Linked DNA regions of Sus scrofa: all the other regions are linked to region 2. A link is a contact called in public HiChIP or PLAC-seq data. All regions are on one chromosome and are shown on one strand. The core of a region is the stretch at or near the end of the contact, and the rest is flanking DNA. Distances in the headings are between cores, read along the strand shown.

Region 1 (3,734 bases), core at 579-3,078, 300 kb before region 2:
TAGTTGGATGTGTGTGTGGTTTTGTTTATTTGGCTTTTGAGGTTTTTTTGGTGGTGGTGGTGGTTTTTTAGTGTGTGGGAAGGCTGAAATCTTCCTTGTCTCCTGTGTTGCCTAAAAACTGTCTTTAATCCATTTCAGAAATTCACCTGCAATTTTGTCTCTCTGGACATTCCCTTTCTTGCAGGTTGGTTGGGCAGGTTTTATAGCTGCCTGTCCTATGAGAAGGTATTGTTTGTCACTGTCTAGCACGGTCAAGGATTTACAGCGGGTCCAAGTGGCTGGCTCCCAGGCCTCTCACACGGCTAAGCTCAGCTTATCCATCGTGATACCCTGGTTGAAAACTGGTCTCTGTGTACAGCAGCTGGCTGGAGGGGTGGGTGACGGGCAAGCTTCCTGTCTGCAGTACTGGTAAAAGAGACTCCTAAGCCCCAGCATTGCCTTCTTGGAGCAAAGAGAAGGGTATTGGCAGATCCATCCGCGTCTCATAAACCCAGCGCCAACACGAACATCTTTCAGAAAATACAATTGGGGAGTTCCCGTCGTGGCACAGTGGATGAATTTGATTAGGAACCATGAGGTTGCAGGTTTGATCCCTGGCCTCACTCAGTGGGTGAAGGTCCAGCATCGCCCTGAGCTGTGGTATAGGTCACAGACGCAGCTTGAATCCTGTGTTGCTGTGGCTGTGGTGTAGGCTGGCAGCTAGTAGCTCTGATTAGACCCCTAGCCTGGGAACCTCCATATACCGCAGGTGCAGCCCTAAAAAGAAGAAGAAGAAGAAGAAGAAGGGGGGAAAAAAGAAAATAGAATTGGTCTGAGAGTTTTGCTATCACGACTGATGCAACCGGACCCCCAAGCTCCTTGGCCATTCTGGGCTCGTGCTTGGACCTCTTTGCCCTGGGAGTTAGTTTTGTTTGTTTGTTATTGGAATACTCTGAAAACATCATTGCCAAGGGTCTGCAAATTGTGGGTGCTAATGGCAGAAGGTATTCCCCATATGCCTGACCTCCTGACCCCCACAAATCTCCTCAGCTCCTCAGACACCAGTCTTCCTGTGTAGGGTGTGTCTGTCCCTTTTCTGGACGCTGAGTAAAGGGGACTCATGTGGACTTTACAACCATGGGAAATAAGATTTGTTTGCCTTTAAAAGTAAAAGAAGGTAAATCAGAGACCCAAAACCTAAAATATTGCATTCACATGTCTGAAGTATACACACAATAGCCTTAATTACAGCATCAAATTGCAGGCATGGTTTATGTAACCATCCATGCTGGAAAATCTGGACTGTAAACCTTACTGTTCCCACTCGCCTGACTCATCCGTCAGTCCATCTGCACACATCATGGGCTGATTAGGTATTTTACGGGTGCAACCTGGGAAAGGCACGCCAAGATCCCCACGTTTCAAAATGTTTAAAATCCTCTGCCTTCTCTCAGAGGGAATGAAAGCCAGGCCAGGAGTAGGCGGATGAGTTCACCAGGGCCCCTGCCGACAGATCTTCCAGACAAAGGCATTCGGGCGACTGGGGTGCTTCAAAAGACCTCTTGGAGAGGTGGTGTGTCTTGAGACACCCTCCCTCCCCTGAATCTTCCTGGATACCACTCAGCTGGGTTTGCTAGGGAGCCAGGTGCCAGAACAGCACTTCCAATTCTAGATAAGGGGCGTCGCTTAAGACCCCCTCCCCCGCTCCCCTTTGCATCCAGCCCCAAATGTATGTGTATTCTTCAATCCTGTGAGTTTGCCTGTTTTCCACGTTTCCCTGGCTCTGAGGCTCGAGTACTTCGCCCAAGAGCACATGGCCACTAGGGGGCGTCAGATCAACCCTGATGCTCTTCCTCCCACCCCAGGCTCCTTGATTTAATTCTTGCGCACACGTCTTCTGCCGGGTTCCTGGACCCGAGCCTCCACCTATTTCCACCCCCCCGCCTGGCTCTCAGGCAGCCTCTGCTGATGGAGGGTAAGGAGCCCCGGGGGGCTCCCCTCCCCCTGGTGCGCACTTAGCGGTGGTGCCCGCAGCGACTGCAGATGTTGATCTTCCCTGCGTTTTCTGCTGCTTCCGTGCTTGGTGGCGGGACTAACGGGTGTCTCGAGCTTCCTTGAAGCAGAGCCCCCCCTCTGTCTGTTTGGGTTCTTTTCCTGACGTTTCCTTGCCTTCTGCAAACTGTCGGAAGGCGATGCCCCCTGCCTGTAGCAGCTCCCTCAGCCCTCAGGAATCTGATTTACGATCTGGCGAGGCCGTAAACCTCTGCTCTTCACTTCTGAAAAGGACTGCAAAGTATGGGAAAGAATGTAAATTATAAATACTGAATTCCTACGGTCAGCAATCATGTAATGGCCTGCGTTGTTGTGTTTTGCGTTCTTTTTTTTAAATATGGTATCCATATGGCTTTAATTTCTAAGGGTCTGGGTTCCCCCACTGCCACCACCATATTTTTAGGGAGAACAGATAACAGTGAAATGTCCCACTGAGATCAGGTATTTTTCTTTCTTTCTTTTTTTTTTTTTTTTTTTTTTTTTGCTTTTTCTAGGGCCGCTTCCCGCGGCATATGGAGGTTCCCAGGCTAGGGGTCCAATTGGAGCTGTAGTTACCTCCTGACGCCAGAGCCACAGCAACACCAGACCCGAGCCACGTCTGTGACCTACACCACAGCTCACGGCAACGCCGAATCCTTAACCCACTGAGAGGCCAGGGACCGAACCCTCAACCTCATGGTTCCAAGTCGGATTCGTTAACCACTGCACCACGACGGGAACTCCTAGGTATTTTTCTAAAATGAGAAATAACATTTTCTGATGACTCACTGGCCAAAGACTGAAATGCCACACTCTTCACAAAGAGGGATGGGACTGGAGGTGACCGTTCTCTGCCTGCTGATCTGGTGGCCCAGCTCTAGACCAGCCCCTGGTGTGGTCAGCCTTACCCCCCTCCTCCCCCGCCCCAAACCCCGTTTTGACTTTCTCAGAGGTGGTTTTCCGGTAAGATTTTTTGAAATTCTCTTCCTGTCCCTCTTACGAGTCAAAGTCTGCTCACTCGGTGGGAACAGACTTCTCAGCGCGGCTGCAAGCGGTGAAGACAGCCGCAAAGTCATCCTCAAGACACAATGACCGCTGGGTTTGAATGTTCATTCCAGCTGCGGGTCGGCTCCCGGCTTAGATTTCACATGCGGGGCGGAAGGAGCTCCACGCTCTGCCGAGGCAGGAAGGGGCCGCTGGTCACCGCGTGAATTCCTGCCGCCCTTCCCGGACCACAGAATCCAGTTCCTGAGATCACAGTGCTGGTGTTCAGCATTTTTGCCCTCAAACCCAACCTCGTCCTGCTTCCAAATGATGGGTGAAAGCTGCAAAAACACCCGGCGTCTTGAAGTTCTCAAGCCACTGTTTTAACAGCCCCAGTCTGGCCGAGCATCTATTAAAGTGGATGGGATTGTGTTTCTCTTCGTGTGGTCAGGAAGTACGCCGACGGCAGAGCGTGGTGCGTGGGAATGTGATGCCGGAGATCACAGGCGTGTCCACCCACAGAAATATATAAGCTCACAAGCACCTCTTCACTCCCACCCTCACCTTCAGGTCTTCCTGCTGTTTTCTTTGGACCACATTTGATTCACAAAATGCCAGGCTCAGCTCCGACGTGGGACTAGCCAGACCACACAAGAGGGCGTGGAGGCCCTCAAAAATGTCTGAGGGGATGGGTACAACTGGGCCACAGGATATCCTCAGCCGCAGGTCCATTCCTGAAA
Region 2 (3,707 bases), core at 433-2,932:
CAATCAGCTCTCTTAAGGGCTCTTAACTCCATTCCTCCCTGAAATGCAGTAAAACTCCATATGTCTGGGAAATTCAGCCAAACCAAACAAAACAATCGATATCATGTCAAAAATCAAAACAGAATTCAAGCAAGTAGGTGTTCACAGATATTTGTTAAAACCCTGGGCTTGAATGTCACCTACTTAAAACACAGAATGTGCTCTTGATGGGTTAATGGTTTTCGTGCAGATGCATTTTATCATTGTGTAGATAAATATTTAGCATTTATACAGGGAGCTGATTAGTGTTTTCTTCCTTTGTTCTTTCAATATTTCCCCATAATCACCATCTTGGATCCATGCCGTCCTGAGATCAAAAACTACCCTTTTTATGACCTGCTCTCCCATTTATGTGAAGGAGGCTGGGCTGTAAACATGATCTGAAAAAATTCTTATATGCCATCTTGATTGCTAACATCTGTTCATATTTCCATTCATAAATTTAAAATTCAGGCTTCTGCCGCCATCTGTTTTGTTGCAACAATCTAAAAAGAAGAAAAGCCCAAGGCAGATGTGCAGGTGGGAGACGGGCTTCTGCCTGGCTTGGCCAACTTTCCTGAGTTTTTGCTTTGCTTTCTTTACATGCCCAGCAGAGGAGGGCATGATTTTTCTTCCTTCAAGGGAGGGACTCTGTCTCTGTATTGCTATTTCCTCTCATCCTTTGGAGAAAGAATTAGAAAATGGCCCGAGTCTCCTATTTCTCCCCAGTCCTCTTCTTAGTTCATTTAATCATGTTAATCCTATCTTCTGGACAATTTGTAAGAACGTTGCTTATTTATTATAGCTTTTCAGAGCCCTGTCTCCTTTTCTCTTTCTCGCTGTCTGTCTCCCCTTACTCTCCCTACACACACACACACACACACACACACACACACACACACACACACAGCAAGTGAAGTGCCCATTTTATAAACAAGAAGACAGGCCCTGAAATCTTTCTATCAACATGCTTCAAGTCACCTGGCAATCTCAGCAGATGCTAGAGCCCCAAAGCCCATTGCTTGTCTAGATCGTAGGCAATTTTGCAGCTTGCTGGACCACTGGGCCTCTCACTGGGAATTTCTCTGAGGATGTCTTTGGCATGGTCAATGGATATGATTTGGCAGCTGCAGGACCCAGATGCCAAGCTAGGCAATGGCCCTTTTTGATTTTACTCTTGGCATTGTCATCTATGTCTAAGGGACGGCGCTGCTTCTAAAACTGCTTGGCTTTCTTCCAACGGTGCTGTTGCAGCAACTGTGAAATGCCTTCAAAAGCTGATATGATATTTTGGGAGCCTGCTGGGCTACAGTATTCTCTGAAATGCAACCTAGTCTGGGACTCACTTTTAGCTTGAAATAATTGTTTTCTAGTTTATCTTGAGAAATACATTCTCAGCAAACCACATGCAGAGACTGAGATTCTTTCACATCCTAAAGCCCCTGTCTGAAAACCTCAGCAGTAGGGTGCGAGGCTCCACCCAAACCAAACCCCAGTTTCTCAGTCCTGTACGTAAGCGGGTGGTTTGTGGGCTCAACTTGCTGGGTTCTAAGTATTCATTTTCATCCTGCTCTGACATTGCTTTTATATATAACTCATGACTGATCACACTGTGTGACTTGGAATGAATCATCGAGCCCTTCTGACAGCTTCTTGAAATGCCACGAGAGTAGACGGTGACAAAGACGTCCCTCCCTTGGGCTGGCCCATGTGTGGATTGTGGTGGTGATGTGTGCGAGTGTGAGGAAGGGCTAGGCTGGCACTGCTGACACACACATTCTCAACGGGCAAGTTACCCAGAATTCTGAATAGCCACTGTCACCCCATCAGAGGGGTCCCAAGCCACTGATTTCACGAGGCCCTCCCACACAGCCACTGGAAGCCTCAAGCGGGTTCTGCCTCTCCTGTTTGCTCACAGAATCCCTGGCCTGGCCTGGCCTTTCCCTGGACTTCTCAGGGCTCAAGATTGAGATGTACCTTCTCGTGTCAAAGTTTAAAAGGCTCTGGAGTGGAGATGGGGAATGTCTGGCTTTGGGGCCCCTCTTCCTATCTCTCCAGTCAAGGAAGACATGAATTGATCCCAGTACACTTTCCTGCTAAGGAAACCTCCGAACTCTCCAGACAACACTCCACGTTCTGTGCAGCCACAAGTTATCAATTGGAATTGGGTGGGGAGATGAAACCAAGAAGATGTACCATCTTCTGCTCAGAGGGACACCTGTCTTGAGGCCATAGTTGTTCTGATTCAGCCAAGTTGTTAAATACGTTTAGTCTATGTAAATAGGGTGGGCTAGGAGCCAAACCTGATTTGCGGTAACGTTTTGGTGGGAAATGCATTAGAACTTGACATATTAGCTTACACGTGAACTTTTGGAAAGCAACTGGTACAAATATGAACCCGCAACTCCTGTATTTTGGTTCTATGGTTGTAAGAGCAGCCACGTGGGTTGAGGTTAAGAGCTTGGACTATCGGAGTTCCCATCGTGGCTCAGTGGTTAGGGAACCTGACTGGCATCCATGAGGATACAGGTTCGATCCTTGGCCTCACTCAGAGGGTTAAGGATCCAGAGTTGCCATGAGCTGTGGTGTCGGTCACAGACACATCTCAGATCCTGAGTTGCTGTGGCTGTAGTGTAGGCTGGCAGCGACAGCTCTAATTCGACCCCTAGCCTGTGAACCTCCATATGCCATGGATGTGGCCCTAAAAAGACAAAAACACCAAAAAAAAAAAAAAAAAGAGCTTGGACTATCTAGTTCTAATCCTGTCCTTGCCTCTTACTGGCTGTGTGACTTTACACAACTTAACCTCTCTGTGGCTCAGTTCCTTCAAATGGAGAAGGTAATAGGATCACTTTCCTCTGAGGATTATTGTGATGATGAAAAATGCATTATTTGCAAAGCACTTAGAATAGCACCTGGCATACAGAAGGTACAATATAAGAGTCCATGAATTAAAATAAATGTGACTTTCTATTCTGCACTGGAGGGTTACATCTGGTTCCTTTATTCTTTTTATATAAAAAAAATACAAGATCACAAATTTTGTGGTTGTAGAAGTGAAGTGCTCTTGGTTTCTATTAATAATTTAGTTGACACTTTTTACAAATATCTTAACTCATTTAATACCCCCCCAGGAACCTTCTGAGACAGAGTGTTAGTCTCAATTGTACAGGCGAGATAACTGAAATGTTTCTATATAGCTTTAACATGAACTGTAGAGCCAGATACATCCTTAGATGTATCTGTATCCTCAGACACATGGGACAGAGGTGATCGTCCTATGTCAGGGGTAAAGTGATGCTCCTGGGACTTTGTCCAAACTTGTATATAATCAGCATATCCAAGCTGATAAAAATGTGTTATTCAAGGTTGTGCATGCTGCCCCATTGATGCTTTCCCCCCAATTCTATTATTTAAATATTACTTAAAAATTATCTTTGGAGTTCCCATCATGGCTCAGCAGTAACAAACCTCACTAGTACCCATGAGGACTCAGGTTCGATCCCTGGCCTTCCTCAGTGAGTTAAGGATCCGGCGTTGCCGTGAGCTGTGGTGTAGGTCACAGACACAGCTTGGGTCCCTCATTGCTGTGGCTGTGGTATAGGCCAGTAGCTGCAGCTCCGATTTGACCCCTAGCCTGGTAACTTCCATATGCTGCTGGTGAGGCTCTAAAAAGACACACAAATTAT
Region 3 (3,674 bases), core at 542-3,041, 330 kb after region 2:
CCTGGCCCTGCTCAGTGGGTTAAGGATCGAGCATTGCTGTGAGCTGTGGTGTAGGTTGCAGACATGGCTCATATCCCAAATTGCTATGGCTGTGGCTGTGGCCAGCAGCTATGGCTCTGATTTGACTCCTAGCCTGGGAACCTCCATGTGCCATGCCCTAAAAAAACTGAACTGAACTGAAATGAAATAAAAGAAAATAAATTCAGCTTGTATTATTGTTTGTATTGCCTTCTCTCCCTCTGGGTTCATTTCTTTCTTCCTGCCCACCCCCATTCCGAGGTTTTGATTGCTTTCACCTGCCCCGTGACATTGCCAGCCCAGAACTAGGTTTTACTGTATCAGCCACCCTTGCTAATGGTGATAACGAGGATCGTGTATTCTGTTAACGAAGCTAGTGGGAGGCTTGATTCAGTGCCTCGTTCAGATTCGTGTCTTTGTCCAGTTCTCCTGCACAGGCTCAAATGTTTCATAAAGCTTTACCTCCTGGCATGTTCCTTTTGTTTCCAGCCACCTCTCTTGAGCTCCACCCTCTTGCTCGCTTTCATACAGTTAGTCTGGCTTAGATTCTCCTATCTCCAGTGAAGTGAATTTTAAATTCTGAACTTTAAATTCTGTCTCCGTATAGGAACAGAGTGCCCAGCAATCATGGCTGGCTTCCTCATCTGGCGCCCTGCAGCCCTGGCTTCAGATCTACTCATTGCCTTGTGATTCTAATCCATTTCTAGTCCACAGGGATGTTTATCTGGTTTTTTGGAGCCAAATTACAACCTTTTGGTTCTCCCTGTTTATATTTCATCTCTAATTGCCACATGTTTGGAACAGAGGAGGCTCATGAAGATGTGAATTTGCTGTGCCATGTTAAAGTCTCATGATTTACTTTGAGATGTGATTTTATTTCTGGTCCTAATTTCTTACCTATAGCTCTCTATGGTTCTGACCTTCAAAGAGTTCAGAAGGTTAATCTTTTTTTAATGTGTTGGTTGTTTATACTCATCATTTGAGAGAAAGGGAGTTACATCATATTTAGTAGAGAATAAACATGCGGAGGTTCCTGGGTCAGAGACTGAACCCGAGCCAAAGCACCAACCCGAGCCACAGCAATGAAAACACCAAATCTTTAACCACTAGACCACCAGGGAACTCTGAGAGTAAATGTCTTTCATGGGTTTATGTGACTAAATTGTAAAAGTCAAAGGAATTAATTGGAAATTTGTTTTTATTGTGTTATGATCACAAAAATGAATATCTTAAGGAACTGAACTAGCTTGATTCTGAGTCAAGTTTTGTTACTAAATAAAAACAAATCAACTGTAGATTTGTTGATTCTCTACCATATTTCAAGTCTTGGGAGAACACATGTGAAGGAAGTAAATGCCACTAAGAGAGGTAGTTGTGGGGCCTCAAGGCCTCTTCAAGGAGATGAAATTCAAAGCCTCTGACCAAGCATTGTAATGTCCCTTCCCCAACCTTGGCAACCTGGCCTCCTCTTCTTGCCCCCTACTAGGAAAAGTATGTGGCCCACTCCTCAGTCCTCCCCTATAGGGGCAATGTACACCCCCAACTAACCAGCAAGTGGATAGGAAGAGCCTATCTTTTCCCAGCCAATCAGGAGGTCAGCAGATGTATCATAAGACCTCTCGTCTCTCCTGGGCTATAAAAACAGACAGGACCACATGCCCTGGGTCTGCTCTCCCTTCCCATCAGAAAGTCATCCTCCTGCACAAGCAGCATCTCTTAGCTCAAGAAACTCTTCTTTCTCTTCACCCTGCTTTGGGTGAAGAAATTCTTCTTCTGATTCATGTGCACAGACCACAACAATAGTGTGTTTCTCAGCCCAGGGATGGGGATGGAAGGCAGGCTTCTGTCCTCTCCCCATTAGAAGTACAATGAGTCAGGAATGGGAAACTTTAAAAAAATTTTTTTATCATACTTAATTTATAATGTTCTGCCAATTTCTGCTGTACAACAAAGTGACCTAACTATATATTTTATGTGTATACACACACACACACACACACACACACACACATTCTTTTTCTCACTATCCTCCATCATATTCTATCACAAGTGGCTTAGTTCCCTGTGCTATACAGCAGGATCTCATTTTTATCCACTCCAATTCAATATTTGGCGTTTATTAAGCCCAAACTCCCTGTCCATCCAACTCCCTCCCCCTCTCTCTCCCCCTTGGCAACCACAAGTCTGTTCTCAAAGTCTATGAGTTTGTTTCCTTTCTGAAGATAAGTTCATTTGTGCCATGTATTAGATTCCAGATATGTGATATTATATGGTATATTTCTTTCTCTTTCTGACTTACTTCACTTAGTATGAGAGTCTCTGGTTCCATCCATGTTGCTGCAAATGGCATTTTGTTTTTTATGGCTAAGTAGTATTCCATTGTGTATATATACCACATCTTCTTAATCCATTCATCCATTGATGGACATTTAGGTTGTTTCCATGTCTTGGCTACTGTGAATAGTGCTGCTAGAACATAGGGGTGCATGTATCTTTTTCAGTGAAAGTTTTATCTGGGTATATGCCCAGGAGTGGGATTGCTGGATCATATGGTAGTTCTATATTTAGTTTTCTGAGGTACCTCCATACTGTGTTCCACACTAGTTGTACCAATTTACATTCCCACCAGCAGTCATGGAGCGTACCCTTTTCTCCACACCCTCTCCAGCACTTTTTATTTGTTGATTTGTTAATGATGGCCATTTTGACCTGTGTGAGGTGGTACCTCATAGTAGTTTTGATTTGCATTTCTCTAATAATTAGTGATGTTGAGCATTTTTTCATGTGTCATGTGTCTGTTGGCCATCAGTATGCCTTCTTTGGAGAAATGTCTATTCAGGTCTTTTGCCCATTTTTCAATTGGGTTGTTGGTTTTTTTTGTTGTTGAGTTGTGTAAGTTGTTTGTATATTTCAGAGATTAAGCCCTTGTCTGTGCATCATTTGAAAGTATTTTATCTCATACCGTAGGTTGTCTTTTTGTGTTTTTTTATGGTTTCCTTTGCTGTGCAAAAGTGTGTAAGTTTGAGTAGGTCCCATTTGTTTATTTTTGTTTTTATTTCTGTTGCCTTGGGAGATTGACCTAAGGAAGCATTTGTATGGGGGATGATGTCAGAGAATGTTTTGTCTATGTTCTCCTCTAGGAGTTTTATGGTGTCTTGTCTTATGTTTAAGTCTTTAAGCCATATTGAGTTTATTTTTGTGTATGGTGTGAGGGTGTGTTTTATTTTCACTGATTTACATGCAGCTGTCCAGTTTTGCCTGCACCACTTGCTGAAGAGAGTATCTTTTTCCCATTTTATATTCTTGCCTTCTTTGTTGAAGCTTAATTGGCCATAGGTGTCTGGATTTATTTCTAGGTTCTCTGTTCTGTTCCATTGGTCTGTATGTCTGTTTTGGTACCAGTACCAGTAGTCTTGATGACTGTAACTTTATAATATTATCCAAAGTCAGGGAGAATTATGCTTCCTACATTTTTCCTCCTCAGGATTATTTTGGCAATTCTGGGTCTTTTATGGTTCCATATAGATTTTTGGATTTTTTGTTCCAGTTCTGTGAAAAAAGTCATGGGTAATTTGATAGGGATTGCATTGACTCTGTAGATTGCTTTGGGTAGTATGGCCATTTTAACTATATTCATCCAATCCAGGAGCATGGAA

The links. HiChIP or PLAC-seq counts read pairs in DNA pulled down with a chosen protein or histone mark.
Region 1: an H3K27ac HiChIP or PLAC-seq map of alveolar macrophages shows a contact between it and region 2. The contact joins two enhancer-like sites. A contact is called at or near these places in 1 of 47 Hi-C or Micro-C datasets (embryonic fibroblasts) and 1 of 2 datasets of contacts at active chromatin or transcription factors (alveolar macrophages).
Region 3: a contact with region 2 is called in an H3K27ac HiChIP or PLAC-seq map of alveolar macrophages. The contact joins two enhancer-like sites. A contact is called at or near these places in 1 of 47 Hi-C or Micro-C datasets (embryonic fibroblasts) and 1 of 2 datasets of contacts at active chromatin or transcription factors (alveolar macrophages).

Annotation. Positions count from the first base shown.
Region 1 is chr4:40,290,860-40,294,593 of Sscrofa11.1, reverse strand. No RefSeq gene overlaps it. Among named protein-coding and RNA genes, the nearest start is that of PTDSS1, 83 kb to the left of the region's middle. Within about 2 kb of position 1,828, at least 22 of the 83 cell types and tissues checked have an H3K27ac peak or open chromatin away from gene starts, as enhancers often do. A contact at or near this core is called in alveolar macrophages, where this site is marked.
Region 2 is chr4:39,991,941-39,995,647 of Sscrofa11.1, reverse strand. No RefSeq gene overlaps it. Among named protein-coding and RNA genes, the nearest start is that of SDC2, 140 kb to the left of the region's middle. Within about 2 kb of position 1,682, at least 13 of the 83 cell types and tissues checked have an H3K27ac peak or open chromatin away from gene starts, as enhancers often do. A contact at or near this core is called in alveolar macrophages, where this site is marked.
Region 3 is chr4:39,660,313-39,663,986 of Sscrofa11.1, reverse strand. The region is part of intron 3 of CPQ (carboxypeptidase Q); the gene reads left to right. Among named protein-coding and RNA genes, the nearest start is that of CPQ, 190 kb to the left of the region's middle. Within about 2 kb of position 1,791, at least 1 of the 83 cell types and tissues checked has an H3K27ac peak or open chromatin away from gene starts, as enhancers often do. A contact at or near this core is called in alveolar macrophages, where this site is marked.